Regions from separate parts of the Mus musculus genome. Here regions 1 and 2 are each linked to region 3. Evidence: chromatin contacts called from public HiChIP or PLAC-seq data. All regions are on one chromosome and are shown on one strand. The core of a region is the stretch at or near the end of the contact, and the rest is flanking DNA. Distances in the headings are between cores, read along the strand shown.

The links. HiChIP or PLAC-seq counts read pairs in DNA pulled down with a chosen protein or histone mark.
Region 1: an H3K4me3 HiChIP or PLAC-seq map of embryonic forebrain shows a contact between it and region 3, with 4 times the contacts expected there. The contact joins the enhancer-like site here to the promoter of Doc2b in region 3. A contact is called at or near these places in 12 of 39 promoter capture datasets (the C10 cell line, the HPC-7 cell line, cranial neural crest and 9 more), 4 of 115 datasets of contacts at active chromatin or transcription factors (embryonic basal ganglia, embryonic forebrain, forebrain and 1 more) and 1 of 9 other capture datasets (embryonic stem cells).
Region 2: an H3K4me3 HiChIP or PLAC-seq map of embryonic limb bud shows a contact between it and region 3, with 4 times the contacts expected there. The contact joins the enhancer-like site here to the promoter of Doc2b in region 3. A contact is called at or near these places in 15 of 39 promoter capture datasets (the C10 cell line, the HPC-7 cell line, HPC-7-derived erythroid cells and 11 more), 4 of 15 datasets of contacts at CTCF or cohesin (the NIH/3T3 cell line, large pre-B cells, pro-B cells and 1 more), 24 of 484 Hi-C or Micro-C datasets (B cells, the C2C12 cell line, the C3H10T1/2 cell line and 18 more), 6 of 115 datasets of contacts at active chromatin or transcription factors (T-cell acute lymphoblastic leukemia, embryonic basal ganglia, embryonic forebrain and 3 more) and 3 of 9 other capture datasets (adipose tissue, liver and pancreatic islet).

Annotation. Positions count from the first base shown.
Region 1 is chr11:76,119,197-76,123,886 of GRCm38.p6, reverse strand. Vps53 (VPS53 GARP complex subunit) reads left to right here. Exons shown (of 22, transcript NM_026664.4): 8 at 2,291-2,369. Among named protein-coding and RNA genes, the nearest start is that of Gm46252, 29 kb to the left of the region's middle. Within about 2 kb of position 3,001, at least 49 of the 459 cell types and tissues checked have an H3K27ac peak or open chromatin away from gene starts, as enhancers often do. A contact at or near this core is called in hippocampal neurons, where this site is marked.
Region 2 is chr11:76,096,423-76,100,906 of GRCm38.p6, reverse strand. The region is part of intron 12 of Vps53 (VPS53 GARP complex subunit); the gene reads left to right. Among named protein-coding and RNA genes, the nearest start is that of Gm46252, 52 kb to the left of the region's middle. Within about 2 kb of position 1,521, at least 37 of the 459 cell types and tissues checked have an H3K27ac peak or open chromatin away from gene starts, as enhancers often do. A contact at or near this core is called in embryonic limb bud, where this site is marked.
Region 3 is chr11:75,794,478-75,798,830 of GRCm38.p6, reverse strand. Doc2b (double C2, beta) reads left to right here and starts at 2,771. Exons shown (of 9, transcript NM_007873.3): 1 at 2,771-3,310. The coding sequence starts at 2,938. Gm12339 (predicted gene 12339) reads right to left here and starts at 3,022. Exons shown (of 4, transcript NR_136933.1): 1 at 2,713-3,022.

The sequences.
Region 1 (4,690 bases), core at 1,752-4,251, 320 kb before region 3:
AGGAAACTTTTGGGGAATAGTTCACAAGAAACTGTAACCACTATGGAAGGTGTGGCTCACATCTCACCCAGAAAATGCCTGTGAATGAGATCTGTCTTTGTCAATAATGTCTCCAGGGGAAGAGCCGCTCTTTCATCTCAGTCACTGGGAGACACTTTAACAACCATTGCTGCAAACAATTCTAGGCAGAAGCTTTTCTTCTGGCCAATATTAATTATGTATCCACTTGTCACCACTTGTAAAGGTAGGTGCTGTTGCCAGCTAGAACTGTCAGCTGGGTATTGTGAAATAGTTAGGACTGGAAAGACTCTGAAGTCTTAGCACAGGCCTCCATCTCTCCATCCTCACCCTTTATTCCCTCCCTCCCTTTGAACATTAGTTAGAAATCATTACATAAGGAAGCCTGGTCTTTTGTACTCTAGTACCAAGGCCCATCATAGACTGTGGTTGTCTTTCCAGCACTGTGGTGTTAAAATCAGCAAGAACATAGAGATTGGCAATTGTAATAGACTAGGATGGGGGTAACAGAGGCAGAGCTTAGTGCAGCAGTCTTGTTGAGGGGTGGGTAGCCCTGAATATCTGCCCATACGTTCTTCTGGTCAGGGGTGGGCCTCACCCACAGAATTATGTGGCTCAGGAACAAACTGGTGGTGTCTTTGTGCTTCCAAGAAGAGGGTCAGAGCAGAGAGGCAATAGCATCAGGATCTTTGCCTTGTGACCCAGTTCTACAGCAGACAGCCTGGGAAGTCGCAAGATGCTCTGAAGGACAATTTTATGAAAGTACATTCTTTTCTCTCACATTATCCTTTATACTTAGGGGAAGTTTCCCGATGTCTCTGAGGCAACTCCAGGTGGGGGTGGGGTAGATTCCAGCACAGCCATATCTTGAACACAAACTGAAAAGAATATAAACTCTTCTATAGGAATGGTTTGGAACATTTGAAGATAGTGGAAAAACCCTGGAAAGTATTTGGAATCAGGCATGATTATAACTGTGCCACAGGAAGAAACTGAGTGTTCTGGGTCATGCCTATCCTCTCGTTAAAAATAAAATCTCAGCCCCTTGCCAGGTTCTCCTAAGTAGCCAAAGAAATTGTGGTTTCAAGTTCACTATTGCTAGAAACTTTGTAAATCAATCCAGAAGTTTCAGGGTGGAGTCCAAGAAAGGAGGCATGCTGTTTCATGGTGCTTTTAGCAAAGCAAGTCTTTACCTCAGGCTCAGGGAAGTTCAACAGCTGCTCAAGAGCCTCACTCTTTAGCTCTGTTTCTGGCTGGGACAAGCCAGGTATCATGAGGCGAGGCAGCTGTCAGGACAAGGAGGACATGACATGATCACAGTGCTTGCTGATGCGCACGTCCTGTTTCACTCCAGCACTGTCTCCTTCCCCTTCATCCACCATTCATGCTGCATCGTTCCTGATCACCCTGCAATCCTGCAGACACCATCAAGAACCAGCCCACCCCATCCTTCTGCTTAGTTTTCCTTACAGTTCAGTTTTATTCTCTTGAAGTTAAATCTTCATCCAGTGCCTATTGCTTGTTTTGCCTGTCTTGTTTTGTTTTGCTTTGTGAGACATGCTCTTATGCATCTCACTCTGGCTTTGAACTTGTGATCCTCTGCTTCTACCTTTTCAGTGCTGGGATTATGCCCTTCGAAGTTAATAATGCCCTTCACTTACAAAGAACCGTTCACTGGTCATCTCGCTCTTTTTTCTTTTACCTTAGAGAACACTCTTTTTGTTGTTTTAAAGTATTTTAAAAATTAACATATTATATTAAAATATTATGAAAAGCAAATATAAACCACACTGAAACAGTCTGAAGCACTCTTCTAAGCCTGTGTCCCACAGAACAGGAAACAGTTGTTCCAGTGACACAATAGGTTTGTGTTTGGTCAGGCTGCTGTTATATTTCCATGAAATGTTATACACGTTCAATCTAGATACCTCACAGTAGGGAAGAGTGACCTAGAACTGTGTCCTGAAGGGCTGGCAGTATGCTCAGTGACAGAGCACTTGCCTCCCATGCCCAAGGCATAGGTTCAATCCCTAGCACTAAAACTAAAAATAAAAAATAAAAAAGTAAAATAACACATCCTGAAATGCTGATCATAACCCTGCTTCTGTGTGATATCTCTTTCCCAGCTGTCTATACCTTTTCATTCCCAGGTAATTACCTGCACAGACATAGAGACCGCCATAGTTCCTGACCCTGTGGGTCCATGCACACTTGTATATGAGGATTTGAAAATGGCGCCAGTCATTAATACAGTCCCTTCTCCCTCCCACAGGGTGAAGGCTGCACAGACAGAGTTAGGACAGCAAATCCTGGCTGACTTTGAAGAAGCATTTCCTTCGCAGGGTACCAAGGTATTGGTTTGTATTTTGCCTCTGATATTATCACTGTGTTCACACTCCCTGCAGGGAGAATGAGGTACCCGAGTGATAACTCATGTTGTATCACCCACAAGTGTTGGCTGGCACAGGCCAAGGGTCTGCCGACTCAGATGAGCCTGTTTTATGTGTCTTGATACAATGCCGATTGTTTGTCTGTCCTTCTAGCATCAGAAAGAGGACTCAGGCCAGGAATGTTGGTTGGTAGAATACTTACCTAAGCATGCCTGAGGCCTGGGTTTGATCATTAACCCCAAATAAGTTGGGTGTGGTGATTCACGTCTGTAATCCAAGCCCTAGGAAGGTGGAGGCAAGAGAATCAGAGTTGGAATTCATCCTTTCCTACATAGTGAGTTTGAGGCAACCTGGGCTACATGAGACCCTCTCTCTGGGAAAAATAAATGGGCATTCATTTGGTTTAATTTAATGTGTGTCAAGTCTTGTAGCTTGTCTGCCCAATAAACTCACTCCCCCCACCCACATAGCTGTGTGTTTTTTTTTCTTTTTAAAAAAAAAAAAAAAAGAACCAAACAAACAAACTTTAAACCCTAATGTTCTTAGGATTGTTACATAACACTGGTTTTGGTTTGGTGAAAAGACAACTGGGAGGCATGTCTGGGAGCTTATGTAACTCTCATGACAGAGTCCAGAGACTCACTTTTAATGATGGGAATCCTTGTCCCTGGGATTTTCGAGCTCGCTGGTGGTGGAGTTGTCTCTGTTGTGTCTGTGAAGCCTACAGGCTTCGCCTGGGAGCTGCTGGGTCCATGTCTCACTCGGGCTCCCCTCCCCTGGCTGTCACTGTGCTGCTATTAGCCCCATCCTTCACACTGCAGCAGATGTCATCTTAATGCTTTGCATGTGTCGGGTAGGACAGAACCCGCAGAGGCTTGTTTTCTCTATTATTTGAGCTATTTCAAGAGAAAGCATTGTTGAAGGCAGAAGTGAAGCAGAGCACCCGGCCAGCAGCATTCCTCGGCTAGCCACATTCCTCTCCGGGCTTTGTGGGTGGAGATGGGGATGGATATACATTCGCTTGGGAGCCAAGGAGCATTTCCTGAATCTGCTCTGTAATTCAATAACTGGAAATATCTTAATCGCTTTCCCTCTGTGCTACATTTGAGGAAATAGGTGGGGATGGCAGCCCTGGCTTTGAGATTGCTTTCTATAGACCAGCTCCTGACCTTACCGCCTTCGTGCTTTGCAGCTGACTGCCAGGAATATGATGATTTGTGAGGCCTTTACTTGGAGACCCTCATCTCGCTGGTCACCTGATGTGACTCAGGAAAGGAAGAGACTGGAAAGCCATGTTCTCGTTGGCCCTATAGGAAAAGGGAATTCTGAGAAGCAGAAAGAGGGTGCCTGGCTAGTAGCTACTTTTTCAAGTTAGTGGCTAGGTTTGAACAGTTGTCTTCCTAGGCGACTGCCTTTCTGTGTTCTCTGCTCCATCCCATTGCACGATGCTTCAGAAGGATACGAGTGAAGATTGTCTTACTGTTTGCCCATCATCTAGCTATGGCCCTTCTACTCTCTCTCCTAGGTCCCAGTTGAGTATGATGTTAAAAGGATTTGTTGGCTTTATTACCTTTCCTGGCTGTTTCCTGATGGGGAATTGTTAAAAGTTTTCTTTTTCCATTTTAAAAGGCTATTGATTTTTTTCTACAAGTCCTTGCAATACTAATTTACAAGGTTTGCAAAGTCGAACCAAGAATTTTTTTAAAGTATTGATTGGTGGGTATGCCTACCACCCCAGCATCCTGGAGATTGAAGCAGAAGGATCATGAGTTAGCTTGGACTACACAGTGAGTTCTAGGCCAGTGTGGACTGCACAGGAGATATACCCTATGAGTGGATCTCTGAGTTCGAGACCAGCCAGGACTACACAGAGAAATCTTGTCTCAAAAAAAAAATTTTTTTTTTTTAAGAAAATAAAGTGTCCAAGTGTGGTAGTTTGAATAAGAGTGGCTCCCATAGGCTCATGTGCTTGAATACTGTTCCCCAGTTGGTAGAAATGTTTTGAAGGATTAAGAGGTATGCCAGTTTTGTGGTTTTAGGAGGGTTTTGTGGTTTCAAAAGCTAGCACTGCTGGACGTGGTGGTGCACGTCTTTAATCCCAGCACTCGGGAGGCAGAGGCAGGCGGATTTCTGAGTTCTAGGCCAGCCTGGTCTACAGAGTGAGTTCCAGGACAGCCAGGGCTATACAGAGAAACCCTGTCTCGAAAAAATCAAAACAAAACAAAACAAACAAAAAAAAAGCTAGCACCATTCCTGGATCTCTCTGTCTCTCTGTCTCTGTC
Region 2 (4,484 bases), core at 272-2,771, 300 kb before region 3:
CTTATTAAAAAGTGAAGACCATAGAAGTGAAGTTTATGGGCAAAAGTAATCAGGAAGAACTGAGAGTTGCTGTGAGTCTATCCCAGAAAAGTGGGGCTAGCTGTAGCTTGTTTAAAGCTGTAGTATTATTAGGTAGCACAGACAAGGGGATATTGCTTCTGACCCCAGTGCAGTTCTCAGAGTGGGAGCAAGGACTCAGATTGGAGGGGCTTCAATTTTTTTGGTAAATTCCACTGGGCCACCTGCTTAGTAGAAACATGCCTTGTGCAGTCATGCTTTGTATGGGGCCTTCCTGCCTCCCCAAGCTATAAGCTGCCTTTGCCTTGATTGATTAGGGCCATGCAGTTTGAGCACTCAGTGCTCTGTGTTAGCTGGTTACCTCTGGGTGCCATTACACTGAGTCAGCAGAGTCCCTTCATTACCTTTGCACCCTTTTGCTGGATAAAATATGACTTTGGTTTTGTCTTGAAATTTTTTCCTCTTCATGAAAGCTTGAAGTGACTGTTGTAAGACCAAGACCTGCAGGTTCCAAGGACAGTGATGACTGATCCTGGACGAGCAGGCAGGGGAAAGCAGGACTCTGCAGTGATGAGAATTCGGGGCCTGTGTCTGCTGCTCAGGGCTGCTCACAGGTGCTGGCCTTAGGTAGGTTTTAGGCTCTCTCAGCCTCCATGCTGTCATATTGTGACCTTCATGCTGTGTTCTTTGATGGTCCTTGGGGAGTTGGGAGAGAAAGAAACCAAGGTCCCTGCAGCTATAGCAGCTCCATTCTCAGTTACTTTGTGTGTGGACCTCCAGGCCAAGCTTGTTTTACACCTAAAGTTTTACATGTGTTTAAATAAAACAAAACAAAACAAAACAAAACAAAACTAATAACAAATTCTGATCTAGGTGATGTCCCTGTCATTTAAGGCTGTTCTTTATTAGTAGTAACACTCACACAGTGACTAATGCCCCCCATATGTTACTCACACCTCTGGCTTGCTAGATGGACTCTCAGATGCCTTCCCAGCAGCCAGTTGGCTTCTGGAGTTTTATGTACTGGAAGAACAGGAGCTCTTGGGGTGCAGGGAAGAGACTCCACAGCATTAGCAGGGATCCCCTTCTGTTGTCCTTCGTTACTTGAGCCGTCTCCTTGCTCCAGCCAGTAGGCAGTTGGCTCCCAGGGTCAAGGTCACTTCTTGCTCCCTGTTGCAGTTTGTGTCTAGCTGCTGAGAAAGGAGTGTGAACTTGAAAAAGTAGTGTCTACTTCATGAGAAGACCTGAGTGCCTAGTTGCCAAGATATTCCCAGTAATATAAAAAGAACATTTGAAAAGGGACTGAGGGCACAGGAGGAGAGAGAAGAAATCAGGAATTTCTGGTTTGCAAATGTACCCTTCTGGTGATCCAAGCAGTTAGATTTAATCTGTTTACATTGGATAGTAATAAAAGGAAATGGGGCCAGCTGCAGACCTCCTTACTGTGACAACAGTAACCTTTTATTATTCCATCAAACTCCGGGAGGAAATAGCTTAAACATCTGCAGCTCTTGGACAGAATTCACACACTCAGCAGTCCAGCCTGAGTGCTACTGCTAAATGACTTAGTGTATTCTTTAAGCTGAGGATCAGCTCTTCGGGGAGCTGCCTGGTGCAAAGGGAGACACCAGTGTGAGCTGAAATTCCAGCACCTACTCACTAAACATGAGCACATTCATAGAGCAGCCATGGGCCAGGGCAGCCCTGTGGAAAAGTGGTAAGAGAAAGAAACCTGGGCAGTGCCTCTTGTTATCCCTGCCATGCTTCAACTCATAAAATACATCAACAGGAACTAGGCACTGTGGTGACAGGACTAATGACAGACAAGGCAGAGATAGATCAGTCACCCAAGGTAGACTTGGGGCACCTGCCTGTCTGCTGATGCAGCTTCTGTATATTCTGTGGAGCCTCACCATGGAAAGACCCATGAACATCAGTCTAGATGACCTTGTTAGAGCATCACAAAGCCATGTTCTCCCAAGTACAGATCTGTATTTTATACTCACCAAGGAGCCTTTAGACTTGTCAGACATGTGTTTAAAACCATATGTTGTTTTGTACACAGTTAGGAAACTATAAGCAAAACCACAGATTAAGATATTCCTAAAATGTCTTCATATACAAGATCCAGTCTTTGGAACCACTTGTTAATTAAACTATATTTTGCCAGGCAAAGCAGCATAAACTTGCGCCCCTTCTTGGAAGGCTGAGGCAGGAAAAAGTGCTTCTGTACAAGCCTGACTAATTGAGCTCAACCCCCAGGACCCATGTGAAGATGCATTGTTGGGGTCAGCTGGAGAAGCCTGTATTAGCCAGCTGTTAACTACACTGTGTGCTCAGGATCTCTCTCTCTCTCTCTCTCTCTCTCTCTCTCTCTCTCTCTCTCTCACACACACACACACACACACACACACACACACACACACACACACACACATGGGTGAACACACATATGCACACACATACTCCTCACAGCCTTCATGATGGGTCATCTGTGTTAACCTAGAAGAAACAGAGACCAGCTCCTGGCGCCCGTGCTCTGAGGTGAGCAGCTGTGGGCTGGGTAAAGCCCTGTGCTTTCCCAGAGACTCTCTCCAAGTCCTCTCCAGGGCCCAGCATTGGTGGGAGTTTCCACATGGTAAGATACACAAGATCTGGTGGATATTTATCCTTAAGAAGGACCGGAGTTTTGAGCAGGTGTAATGGGATATCCCTGGTATTTCAGTACTTAGGAGGTAGAAGCAGAAGGATTTTCTAGGATATAGAATGAAGCTCTTTGTCTTAAAAAACAAAAACAGAACCAGAATTTTTAAGAAATCTGGCCTAAAATTTAAAAACATGAAAGTTACTAGATGTGAAAGAGAAAATTACTGGGTGTATATAAAGTTGTAAAGGTCCCCTTCTCACCTTCCCCCTTTTCTGTACCCTTGGCTAGCCCAGAACTCAGAGCTTTTCCTTCATCTGCCTACCAAATGCTGGGATTAAAAGCATGAGCCATCACACCCAGCAATATTTAATTTTTATTGAAAATTAATTTTTAAATGTTTTTTTTTTGAGATAGGATCTCTCTGTGTAGCCCTGGCTGTTTTAGAGCTTGCTCTGTAGACCAGGCTGGCCTTGAACTCACAGAGATCTACCTGGTATTAAAGACATGAGCCATTATGCCCAGCTAAAAGATGTTTTTGACTGATTAAAGTGACTTGTAAATAACCAGATGCTAAGAAAGTAGATAGATTTCTGTCTGTTACTGGGGGGCAGCTTTTCCAATTTTTAGCAGTTATTTTTATTTTAAAAATTTGTATTACATTTTGTTTGTTTAGAGTGGAGGGAAGGGACCACATATCTTGATATTTGTATGGAAGTCAGAGGGCAGCTTGTGGAGTTGTTCTCTTCTTCCACTCTGTGGGTCCTGATATCCAATTCAAGTTGGCAATCTTGTGGTAAGTGCTGAACCTGCTCACTGGCCCAGTACTTTGTTTTTTGAGACAGGGTCTCACCATATTGCCAAGGTTGTTCTCAGGCTATCTCTCTGCCTCTGTCTCCCATATAGCTCAAATACAGATATGTGCCACCACTCCTAGCTTTTTTTTTTTAAGTTTTAATTTAATTTTTTATTAAACTAATAAAATTTATTTTAAAATATACAACTCAGTATTGATATTTTTTAAGTCATAAAAATAATTTATAATAGTTAAATACCTCTTAAATATACATGATATCTTTTGAAGCTAAAAGTAGTATGCACTCAACCAGTTTTTTTTTAAAGATTTATTTATTTATTTATTTATTTATTTATTTATTTATTATATGCAAGTACACTGTAGCTTTCCTCAGACACTCCAGAAGAGGGAGTCAGATCTCATTATGGGTGGTTGTGAGCCACCATGTGGTTGCTGGGATTTGAACTCCTGACCTTTGGAAGAGTGGGTGCTCTTACCCACTGAGCCATCTCACCAGCCCTCAACCAGTTTTAAAAATCTATTTGGAACATTAAACATGATTTCAACATGAAGTATGAAAAAAAATCTCCTATGAAGTCCTCTATAAAAGGAAATTGTGGAAAGTTCCTGATTAGACAGAAACCATTTTATCTGCAAGGGAGAATACTCAGTGTAACTGTAGCTTCATAGGATAAATTGGGCACTGTTCCTTCTGTTTCTGTTTTTTGGAATAGTTTGAGGAGTATTGGTATTAGGTCTTCTTTGAAGGTCTGATAGAACTCTGCACTAAATACATCTGGTTCTGGGCTTTTTTTGGTTGGGAGACTTTTAATGACTGCTTCTACTTCTTTAGGGGTTTTGGGACTGTTTAGATGGTTTATCTGATCCTGGTTTAACTTTCGTATTTGGTATCTGTCTAGAAAATTGTCCATTTCATCCAGATTTTCCAGTTTTGTTGAAATAGGCTTTTGTAGTAGGATCTGATGATTTTTTTAAAATTTCCTCAGTTTCTGTTGTTATATCCCC
Region 3 (4,353 bases), core at 1,522-4,021:
CAAGGACATGTGGAGACTGTCTGCTTTTTTTGATACCCATGTCACAGCATAATCATTTTATGATGTAGACACGTCTGACATAGGAAAAGTCACAGTGTGTGTGTGTGTGTGTGTGTGTGTGTGTGTGTATGTAAGGTCTAAGCCCCTTCGGTCCTCCTACAACGACAGCCTCTGAGACCAGGTTCTTATCTCTCTCCTTAGACTCAGACCCTCAAGAAGGCTGAGTGGGCTCCCCCAGCAGCCAGACTACCAGGCCAGCTTATTCTCCTGTAATCCCTGAATCTTGGCCCCTCAACCCCTACCCCCACTCCATCTGGCTGTCCCCATCCAAGAAGCCTCATGGGGATCCTTGAGAACAGGGCTTCACCTGGGCAGCCAGCTCCACTCTGAGTCGCTTCAGTTCTGCAGGGTGAGGAAGGAAAGGCAGGGGAAGGGAGAATGGAAACATGGGTTGGGGGAGTTGTTGTTTGAGATGGGGTCTTGATGTCTAGTCCTGATTGGTCTAGAACTCACTGTGTAGACCAGGCTACCCTCAGACATGAGGCAATCCTTGTGCCGTTGTTTCCTGAGTGCTAGAATTTGCCACCATATCCAGTCCTCTGTTAGGTCTTAATTGCAGTTCTCAGCAACCAACAATCACCCTGATTTGTTCTCTGTGCCTGGGCCTCAATTTCCTGAGCTGTGAAATGGGAACAAGAATCTCTGGCTCTACGATGGGCAGTAAAAGAATGCAAGAAAGATGGCAGAGGAGGACATGGTTTCCAAAGATAGGCATGATCACTCAAGCACGAAAGCCAGGCCCATGGGAGCAGGCTGTAATCCAGTCTGCAAGAGGTCTAAGCAGAGGGGTTAGAGGTTGAAGGTCAGCCTGAGTTAGGGTGAGTCCAAGGCCAGCATGAGCAAATTGGTGAGACCTTGTCTCAAAATAAGAAATCTAAAGAGGACTAGATACAGATTCAAGATCAACCTCAGAATGAGTTCAAGGCCCTCTGGACAACTCAGCGCAACCCTTTCTCAGAATAAAAACTACAGAGGGCTGGGGTGTCCAGCTTAGTGGTTAGAGTGTGCCTAATGTGTATGAGAGAGCCCAGGTTCAACTCACAGTCCCACAAAGAAAACAGGAAAACCAAAAAGAAGGGAAAGAAACCACACAATTCTCCATTCTTCTCAGTGAGTCTAGTCTCTAACAGGAAGGAGGAATCATGAGGAAGTCATGTCATCTTGTCATACTCAAGGCTCATGGAGGGCCTCCCCACACTGCTGGGAAATCAGAATTAGTCCCATTTGACAGATGAGAAAACTGAGACACAGGGGCTCCAATGACCCCACCTGAATGATGCAACTGAGAGCAACAGGGAAGGCCCTCTCCTCTCCTAGCTCCAGCCCTCACCTTGCATCAGTCATCATCCCAGGAGATCCCTGTCCTGGCCTGCTTCCCTCTGTTCATCCTGACCATGCCCCAGTCCAAGTCCTCACCCAGCCTGTTCTGGGTTGACACTCTCATATTAGACTCAGTAGGGCAGTGGGTCTCAACCTTCCTAATGCTGCGACCCTTCAATACAGTTCCTTGTGTTGTGGCAACTCCCAACCGTAAAATTATTTTCATTGCCACTTCATAAGCGTAAGTTTCCTACTGTTATAAATTGCCATGTAAATCTCTGTGTTTTCCCATGGTCGAAATCGACAGTCCGCCAAGGGGTCACAGCCCATGGGTTGAGAACCTTGACAAAAGAGGGACACAGCCAAAAATGATAAGCCTCTCCCACGCGTCAGTGAAAACCAGAGTAAACAGGGTTCCATCCTCGCCGGCCCAGGGCTTACTGGAGATGCATCTGCACACGCAGCAGCCTGCTCCCAGCACAGCTGTTCCCTGAACTGCGGCAGGGATTTGCCTGGCATGGGAGGCACAAGTGTGGGCCAGGCAGCACCTTGCCTTTACACCTGAACTCAGTCATCACCCCAGGAGATCCCTGGCCTGGCCTGCTTCCCTCTGTCCATCCTGACCATGCCCCGGTCCAAGTTCTCACCCAGCCTGTTCTTCTGGGTCTTTTAAGCCACTCAGGGACTGAGTGAGGAGTCTGGCCCAGGTCATAGACGCTCCTGTTTACATGTGACCTGAGAGGAAGTAAGCAGACTGTCCCAGCAGTGTCCTGGGACAGCCCAGGGTACACTTGTCCTGCTAGGAAGTAAACAGCCTGTTCCCTGGCAGGGTAATCCTGTGGCCTACCTACCTGCCTCTACAAAGGAGGGGATTTTTTGAGGAGTTCCTATCCACATCCCCAAATGGCTTCTATGGCTATTATGGGTTCTGTGAGTTGAGCCCAGCACGGAAGACTGCCCTGGGCATCCTTGCGAACATGTGTCTCTTGTATGTATTTTGCATGCTGGGGAGGTGCACCATGCCTTAGCATCCACCAGTGCATGTGTCTGTAGCCTGGAGCCCGGAATGGGTGATCTTTTCCACTGAGTGTCTCTACACACATTTGTGTGTCTGTGTGTGTCTGCACGAGAGTGGAATGCAGCCCCTCATGGGCTGGCACCCAGTCTGCGAGCCTAAGTGAGGCAAAGGCTCCGAGTGGCCCTGCGCGTCTCCCGCGTGTGTGAGCGCGCCGTGTGAGCGCGAGGAAGTGGTTGCTCTCCTGGCTCGCTCGCTCCCTCGCTCTCTCCGTGCCCGCCAGCCCGCCCGCCCGCGCGCGCAGCCCGCACACTCACCGCTTGGTTGCTGCCGGGTGACGCGGGCTGGGCCCGCCCCCTGCTGCCGGCCCCGCACTCACTCGCACCGGCCGCCGCCGAGCAGGCAGCAGCCGCGTCAGGGCCGTCCGGGGGCCACGCTGGCGATGACCGCAGCCCCCGCAGCGCCCCGCGGGACCCGCTGACTTGCCCCCGGGCCGGGGTCACACCGGGCCGGGCCGGGCCGCGCGCCGCGGCGCTGCCTGCATGACCCTCCGGCGGCGCGGGGAGAAGGCGACCATCAGCATCCAGGAGCATATGGCCATCGACGTGTGTCCCGGCCCCATTCGGCCTATCAAGCAGATCTCCGATTATTTTCCCCGCTTCCCGCGGGGCCTCCCCCCTACCGCCGCGCCCCGCGCCCCCGCGCCCCCGGACGCCCCCGCGCGCTCTCCCGCAGCCAGCGCCAGCCCCCGCAGCCCCTCCGACGGCGCCCGCGACGACGACGAAGATGTGGACCAGCTCTTCGGAGCCTACGGAGCCAGCCCAGGCCCCAGCCCCGGCCCCAGCCCCGCGAGGCCGCCCGCCAAGCCCCCCGAGGACGAGCCGGACGTCGACGGCTACGAGTCAGACGACTGCAGTAAGTTTCCCAGTCGCCGGCCGCTCGCCCCCTCCCCGCACCCGGGTCCCCGCAGGGCAAGCGCCGCCGCCGCCCGGAACAACCGCACGGGAGAGCTGGGAAGTTTGGGGGCGTCCTCTGGGGCGCCCCGTTTCCAGGCCTCCGCTCCCCGAGGCGCGCCCCGCACCCCTTCTCGGCCCGCGCGCCAGGAGCTCCTGCGCGGGCGGCGGCTTTTGTTCCCGGGAAGGGCGGAGCTGCGCCCCGGAGAGACACCAGTTGCTGCGGGCCGCGCGGTTGCGCCAGGCCCCAGAGCCCTGTGCGGGCTGTCCCGGGGTGTCCACCCGGAGAGCTGGGGACCCTGCGGTAGCTGGGGCGGGCCCGGCGGCCCGCACCGCGCCACGGCTCTGCTGGTGCGCGGGCCGAGAACCAGGACCGCGGGGCCGCTTGTCCTTTGGAAAAACCTTGGCGGTTCCTCCTCCCGCATCTGCGGACCCCGCCGGCCCTGGCCGTGGACCTTCGCCCACCTGTTACGCCGGCTTCCCCGGTCAGGAGGGTCCCCAGCCGCGCCCCCTCCTCTCGGACTCAGCCCCAGGGAGACAACAGACACCAGGGTCTCCCGAGCCAGGCCAGGACCTCTCCTGGTGGCTTGTGTGGTCCCTGAGGATGCCTAACCCTGCCCACCAGGGACCATCCAGGAAGCCAAGGAGGGAAGAAGTCACATCACCTGTCCCGTGAATTTGCTGAGGGCTGTGGCTGCGGCTGGGGTGACTACATGGAAGGGCCCCAGCCCAGCTGTCACCCTGTTTCACTTAGAAAAAAAAAAAAAAACAAAGCCAGCCTCAGAACCTAGTCATAGATGCCATGGGCCCATGGGATTGGGGGGACCCATCCCAGCTTGCCCAAGGCAAAAGCAGCCCCTCCTCCGTGCAACATTGGTAGTTATGCCTTGTCTGGGCGTTCCCCAGGGCCTCTGGGCTAGGGGCTGACTGTTCCCCAGCATACCATGTGCCTCTGGACGCTAAGGATGGGAGTTCACAGTGTCACCCTGGGAACAGACTCCACTG